Regions from separate parts of the Zea mays genome. Here region 1 is linked to region 2. A link is a contact called in public Hi-C data. All regions are on one chromosome and are shown on one strand. The core of a region is the stretch at or near the end of the contact, and the rest is flanking DNA. Distances in the headings are between cores, read along the strand shown.

Region 1 (3,835 bases), core at 167-2,666, 290 kb after region 2:
GCGTCACCACAAGTTAAGAGTGAGATGCTAAAAGAGATGCCATGAATTATCACATTGTTTTATGTATAAATGTAGTGCCAATTGTGATTATACCCTTCTGGAGCATAACAATTGTGTTTCTACTTTGTGGTTTTACCCTTCTGTTTTGAAAACGAAGCTATCGTTTGTTCCTCTCTCTTCCTCTCTCTGTTAGTGAAAATAATAATTTATGATTAAAAAATAAAAAACAAAGATAAAATCACAATTATAAGTTAAGAGAAGGGTATAATTATAATTAATCTTGAAAATAATTTTGAAAATTTTATGATTAATTATGATTATACCCTCATCGCACCTTGTAATTGTGATTTTGCTCTTTAGTTTTTTTTATCACTAACTCTGATTTTCACCAATGGTGCTAAGCAGTAGGAGCAAACAACGACTTTATTTTCAAAACAAAAGAATAAAATCATAAGTTAAAAAAATGAGGGATAAAATCACAATTGTAAGGTTAAATTAATAATGGTATAATCATAATTGCCTATAAAATGTATGCGTTCACGGAAATGAAGTTATGGCTGTCTCCAGCCATACACGCTAAAGGATCTTGATGCCACTGCCAAACGACTTGTCATTCTTTATTATAGTTTGGTTCTTTATCGTACCAATGTGACCAATGATGCATAGAGAGAGTATAGATTAAAAAGAATGAGATATAAAGGATGAATTTTAAAGAATATTATTGGAGACAGAGAAAATATAGATGACAATATTTTTTTAGAATGTATTGTAAGTGACAGAGAATATCCTTTTAGTGAATGAAATTTAGATGATGTTGCTAGAGATAGTAAACCCAGAGTGCGGTTCATATAGAAAACCGGTTCAACTTAACGTGTCAAATTGGGTTGATCCTTTGCCTTGCAAATGCATTAGAGTTTCCAATGAATCAGATAACGCAAAGATCCATTAATCCTAAGATCATTTCTGAGAGCCTATTAATCGGCACTAAGATTTATCTATATGATGAATAAAGCCATAGCAATATAAGAGCAACTAACTAGTTAACAAAATTGAGTAAAATTTATTTCTGGTCCCTTAACTTGTACGAGTGTGTCAATTTGATCTATAAACTTTTAAAATGTGTCTCTTAAATTCTTAATCGTTGTTTGTCTCTCTCTTAAGTTCAAACGGATTAGAATTTCATATGCAGCCTAATCCTAAACCATTTGGATCTAAAAGAGTTCTGAATAGTGATTAAGACTTTAAAAAATACACTTTAAAAGTTTATGGACGGAGTTGACATGCACGCAAGTTTAGAGGGACCAGAAATATATTTTACTCTAATTTTTTTTGTGTGTGCCGCAAAATAAGGTAAAAATGGCTTGGCGCAGTGGCACAAAAAGCGCGCCAACAAAACATTTCGAATCCTAGCCCCCCTCAACTGCAAAAGCCCCTCGTCGAGTCGTCGCGGCCCTCCTCCATCAATCCATCGTCGATCGATGGCGAACATGCTGGTCTCGGAGATGCGGCTTCCTCTCTACCTCGCCCACCTACTCGCCGCGCGCCGCCTTGACACCGCCAAGGTCAGCGTCCCGATTCCACCGCCTCCGCTAGAACCCCACCTCCCCTAATAACCGCGCGCGCTAGTGCCTGCGCTCTGTTCCTATCCAGGACGTGCTGTCGCTGCCAGAGGTGGAGCTCATGGCCATTCTCGACGCCGGCCTTCCCACCGCACGCGCTGCCATCGCCCACGTCAGCGAGGCCGCCTGCCCGCCCTGCCAGACGGTACCTCTCATCCCCCCTTATGCTCTGCTTGCGACTCGGTGGTCGATTTGGGGTTTAGTTTGATTCTTTGGGTCGGGGTTTACGCTGCATTTACCCGCCCTGCGCAGGCGCTCTCACTTCTGGAGGAGCGCGTGAGGTTAGGAGGCGGCGGCCGGCTGGCCACCATGCTCTGCGGGTTGGACGAGGCATTGGGCGGAGGAATCCCCACGGGGAAGCTCACTGAGGTCGTTGGGCCCTCGGGGATCGGCAAAACGCAGGTGAACTGCTGTCGGAGGTCCAAAGCTTAATTTGCGCATCCCGTAGTATTAGTGGTGCTGTGGGTGCCCGTATTTACAGTGTTCAGCGTACACAAGTGCGCACCAGGTGTTTGTGAATATGTAAATGCTATGCATCTCCATGAGTTTGGTATGCAATACGGAACCAGAAGGAAATGTACCTTGTGTATATGCTTATGTGATGCTGCATCATGCACCTGCTTGTGTTGTGATTTCTTTTCCAATGATCTTGGACATTTTGATCGAATCTACCGATCAATCACCATTTCTTCGAGCCAAATGGTTATCGAGCCAGAACATTTTGGGCTAAATTTATTGGGATTACCTCATTCTGTTGCTTGCCTTGTATGTTTTTTTTTAAATTTGTTGTTATGGTTTTGCGCATCGCAGTTCTGCCTGAAGCTTGCGTTGTTAGCAGCATTGCCGGAATATTATGGAGGTTTAGACGGTCGAGTTGTGTATATTGACACGGAATTCAAGTTCTCTCCAAGGAGGTTGCTGAAGCTAATGGCTACTGTTTACTACTTCCAAGTATCTTATTTAATATTTTTCTTTATTTGAACTTCTAATGTTGCCATTGATATGTTGCAGGATGATTGAGATTGGTCAGAAAAGCTTTCCTCAAATATTTCGACAAGAAGGCTTGGCGCAGAAGGTTCTCATCCTCCACATTTTAATACTTGGTGTTGACACCTTTTCGGAGGCGCCAATCACTCAAAAGAACCAGCGGCGGTGCTCTCTGGTCAGGCGCGGACGGTCCGCGGCTTGGGGCCGGACGGTCCGCGACCTGGCGCGACGTGGCGGTGCTCTCTGGTCAGACGCGGACGGTCCGCGGCACAGGGCCGGACGGTCCGCGACCTGGTGCAGGAGCTCGGGTTCCCTGCCTGACGGCCGGACGGTCCGCGCTCTAGGGCCGGACGGTCCGCGCGTGCGCAGGGGCGGCGGAAGATCGCCGGCGGCGCCTGGATCTCGCTCCCGGGAGGGACCCCGTCGGGGAGGAGAGATCCTAGGAGTTGTCTAGGCTCGGGCCGACCGACCTAGACTCCTCTAATCGACGTAGAGTCGAGGAGAGGCAGAGAATTTGGGGATTGGAATACTAAACTAGGGCTAAACTAGAACTAGACTAGAACTACTCCTAATTGTGCTGAAAATAAATGCGAGATAGAAGTTGTATTGGTTCGATTATTGGGGGTTCAATCGGCCGTAGCCCTTCATCTATATAAAGGGGGAGGTCTGGATCCGCTTCCAACTGATTTCCGAGTTAATCCCGCGGTTTTAGGTAACAAATCCCGCGAGAAACTAGGAACCCTAACTGACTCTGCGCACGCGCGGACCGTCCGCGCCACCACCGCGGACGGTCCGGACCGCGGACCGTCCGGCCTCCGGGCTGGACCGTCCGCACGGTCATTTTGGGTTCCAACATATGCCCCCCTGCCTTTTGGTGAAGGTTGACGAACCAAAAGCATATGAACTAAACCTGATGTAAGTCACCGACTTTTCGATATGGAGATTATTCAATAAAGCACCAATATAAAGGCCGTTTCGGATTGTATCTTTCTCGGCCATGACCATTTGATCAATGGATCAAAAGGAATAGAATGGAGGTGCCCCCCAGTCTGGATAGACGAAGGGACTATACATGTACCATGGATTCATCATCGTGCCATTCCATGTTTGAACAGGATAATATACCGACGATGAGTAAATAGGTGGAAAGTACCCTGGTCTCATAGAATGAATAGGCGATGCTTGTTGTGTCGCCTTTCGGGCCGTTTTGTTTAACTTTTGTTTTAGCA
Region 2 (3,960 bases), core at 1,315-3,814:
CTGCAGGTTGTTTGGGTCTACAAACATTGGGTTGACAGATCTCGATGTACTCTTCCACTGTAAACAACACATTTTGAGACATTTTAAGCTTTACCATCATAGAGCAAGGAGGATCAAGTATATATAGATGTTCTGAGAGCAAGAGTTCCTACCTGGTGTGAAAATGCATATGCAAGCGCTCTTTCTCTTCTTATCGCCGCCTCTTGCCTGCTTATCAGGCTTGCCTCGATTTGCTCCTTGGATTGGGTGCTGTCATCCCAGTTCTCACCCATCTGATATATCATTATTCACAGACAGAATATGTTTAGTTCTCTCAATAATATCTTATAACTATCTCAAGGCTTTAAGCAGATTAGAGCTTTGAGAAGGTTTGCGTACTCTGAAATTCTCCAGTTCCTGTTTAAGTAGGAGCTGGCGTTGGAGAGCCTGGTTCTCCTCGGACATCTTTGCTCTCCTGGAAGATATCTGTGACTGCACCCGTGATAGAGTTTGCATGCAGCGCAGAGTGCTTGCAGATTGACGCTTTACTGAATTACCCTCAACCAATGACTTCAATCGAACAAGGCCTCGCAGTGCTCGTAGTGCCCTCCTTGCCTACGTTATCACAATGACCGAACACTCTCAGCATAACATTGTTTTGTAAAAGTAAGATTCTTGTTTTTTTCTTTCCTTTTTTTTTGGCAAAGTGTAAAAGTAAGATTCCGCTTTACTATGAAACAAGTAAAATTCCCATGAAGTCCTACTTCCCAAAGAACAGAAACTACGTCCACTAATAGCGTATCTCATATGGATAGTTCAATAGCAGGGCAGACAGGCTCAATAGCAGGGCAGACAGGCTATCAGTATCAAAAAATAATTGAAAAGAACACCAAAATGGGTGACGAAAGGTGGTTGCCACCAACCGCCAGTTGTTCAAGAATCATTTCTGTAACACTTTGCAAGAATGATCTGTAGGCCCTTTGGACAAATGCACATTGGCATAAACAACAGGGCAGACCTAAAAAGTGAAGAACTAGTTGAAGGAAAGGAATTAAACCAGAAAAGTAACAGTTCCTAAGGTTCAACTAAAGCAAGAAAATCTACTTCTTCAGCCATAAATTCCCATTTAGCCCACAAAGATAGGTAGATGAAAGCACGACATGCAATGATGTAAATAGCTAAAGTATTCAGCTAAGAGATACCACTCAGTAACAGCAACTAGACAACTCACGCTTGCAAGGTTGGCAAGCTGCCGACACCTAAAAGCTAGAACACGGAAAGAGCAAATATGCAGGGTGGTCACCAGTAGACATTTGCTTGCATGCCCGGTCATGTTGATGTGTGGAAACGAAATCAGGGGGGTTGGGGAGGGAATCAAACCTCCTCCTACCCCCCCAAATATCAAAGACCTAATCAAAAGCTATCAGAAACGAACACTTCCATGTGCTTGGTAATGCGGCCATCTACATAAACCAATTTCCAACTGCCACAATTGTTCCTATCTAACGTCCAAATGGCACAGAAACAAACAGGTGGATTCGGAAGTGATGATTTTTCACATTACCAGGTAACCTCGGAAGGCGGTCTGGATCTTGACTGCGGCGAGCTCCTGGGTTGGCACAGCAGGTGGCAGCACCGACGCCTGCGCTGGGGCGGCAGCAGGGGCCTCCTCCACGGCGACATGCTTGCTCTGCTCCTGCTCGGCTTCAGGGACCCCAACCTCCTCGGCCTGGTGAAGAACTGGGGGAGGAGCTGGAGGCGGTGGCACCGAAAGATTGACTTCCAAGGAGGTAGACGGGGTCAGATCTACCGGCGTCGGGTTGCTAGCTGCTGACTTCCTCCTTAGCCTCTGTTAATTCCAATGGCAAAGTTCTGGGTTGTGATCAGAATCCAGCTCGAACTTTAGTTACAAAAAACACAAATGCAAGGGGAAAAAAAGGCGGCGCTTTGATCACAGATCCGCAAGACAGTCGTAAAGAGGGGAGGATGAAATGCCGTCTTGGTTGCTTGACATGGATGCAGAATGCAGAACCAAAAATTCACCAGCTGTGAGAATAGTGTAGAAAAGGCCGAACAAGATGCCGTCTTTTTTCTTTTTTTTTGTACTGAACTCTACGGAATCCCGGGCGTGGGGGAAACACGAACCCGATCAAATCCTAGTGGGGAAAAAAACGCAAGAGAATTTTCGAATGGGGGCCGGGAACCATCACCTCCTCTTTCTTCTCCTTGGATTCAGGGCTGAAGACCTTCTTGACGGCGCCGAACCACTTGCCCTTCTTCCCCATCGAAACAGGCACTCTCCCCTGCCTGAACCTGGAGAGGAGCAAGCAAGCCAACAGGTCACGCGAGCCAGTGGTAGCCACCTATCTGTATCTGGCAGGACAACGAACAAGACCGATACGGCGGGGGTTGTGAAGCGGAGCGGACCACATACAGCTTTGTCGGAAGAAGACACGCCCAGATCTTCGTGCGGAAGCAAAGGGGAGGAGGGATCAGGGAAGACGGGCGGGCAGAGGCGGGCAAGCAGAAGGCGTCGCCAGCGGCGTGCGGGGGCAGCTGAGCTCCGCAGCAGCCCGCGACGCAATCATGTCGCGTGGCAGGCCGCGGGAGGCGGATGGGGAGATGTTCAAGGCCAGCGGTTTTTGGCTGCAGCTAGAGGCCTGACTGACAGGGGTGCAGTGCAGGAGCTTTGGATGTTCGGAGGCTGCAACAGCTGGGACTGGGTCTGGGACTGGGAGGGAGATAGAATGCGAGAGCGAGCTGCAGGGAAGCTTGTGTCCGTTACCTTGGTGGGATAGTCAACTGTGAGTGTTGGCGTTGCGATGCGTCGCTCCTCCTACAGTCCTACTCCTCCTCGCTCCTCCCCCTCCCCCTTTTCTCTCGCAGTCGCGGTGGTGCGGTGAGGAGTTTGTAGCCTGTAGGGGGAGGGAAACTGACGACTTTGGACAGCTTGGAGATAGCAGGCGACTGAGAAGGAGGTATTGGAATCTCCAAAAACAATACAGATCCTGATTTCAAGGTGCATTCCAGCCTTCAAACGTCAACAAGGGGCGGGCCGATTTGGAACGCAGAAATTCCGCATGAGTTTTTACAGACACCAGTTGAACTAAAAAAACCGTAGGAACAAAACAGGTTAAATTCCAGAAGACCTGACTAATCACAGTCTGTTTAGAACAGCGTACGAGTAATCTTTCCCAGCTTTTTCTTGACAGGACCAGCGAGACGTTACACCGAAGATGACAGCTGACATCCAATCCCTTGGGTCTGAAGCATGGATGGAGTGATGCAACAAGCAGTTGCAGGACATGGTAGCTGCGTGCCTGCATCTGCATGGCCGTTGGAAGCCACAAGCCATGACGCCAGCCTGGCACGATACTAGAGGTCAAGCGGCAGCAAACATGGTCAAACAAGCACTAATGATCGACGCGTATTATATTATTATATTAAGTACTGCGCAGAATCGGGAGTCTCACTCGTAGTGTTCCCCATCAGCTTGTGTAGGCTGCCATGAATGAATGTGTCACGGGCTGCAAAGCGACAGCCCCAACTCCTCAGTTCTTCTCTAATCTGTTTGCTCTGAGATCTAGTACTGCGCTATGGTTTTAAGGGTCGCGTATACATCTCAACTCATATAAAACATCAGTTCCCATGGTTTCGTTTTCGTAAGTTGTGTGTGTCGGTGTTTGATACCGACAACGTACTACAGAGTGTATCACGTAATGTTTTTAGTAGGACAGTGAAGCTCGATGGTTTATGCTAGACGCGACGGAATACGACGAGTTATACAGATTCGGGCCACCGCTAGGCGTAATATCCTACGTCCTGTGAGTTTCTGGTAGTCATGTTGCTATGAGTTCGAGGGTTTACAGGTGGGTACTGAGGGTAGGAGATGAAGGTCGTCTAGCAATCTAGCGGGATCTAACTTTTTGTAGAGGTACCATCTCAGCCTTATATAGCCGAGTGAGGAGATATCCTTGTACA

Evidence for each region. A called contact is a pair of places that touch in the nucleus more often than the background predicts.
Region 1: a Hi-C map of endosperm shows a contact between it and region 2, with 2.0 times the contacts expected there. The contact joins the promoter of LOC100193464 here to the promoter of LOC100277647 in region 2. A contact is called at or near these places in 5 of 25 Hi-C or Micro-C datasets (bundle sheath, ear, endosperm and 2 more).

Annotation. Positions count from the first base shown.
Region 1 is chr8:135,575,290-135,579,124 of Zm-B73-REFERENCE-NAM-5.0, forward strand. LOC100193464 reads left to right here and starts at 1,417. Exons shown (of 12, transcript NM_001138580.2): 1 at 1,417-1,562; 2 at 1,651-1,764; 3 at 1,872-2,021; 4 at 2,430-2,533; 5 at 2,631-2,694. The coding sequence starts at 1,479.
Region 2 is chr8:135,285,763-135,289,722 of Zm-B73-REFERENCE-NAM-5.0, forward strand. LOC100277647 reads right to left here and starts at 2,565. Exons shown (of 6, transcript NM_001397640.1): 1 at 2,414-2,565; 2 at 2,190-2,292; 3 at 1,544-1,828; 4 at 379-594; 5 at 153-272; 6 at 1-57. The coding sequence starts at 2,264.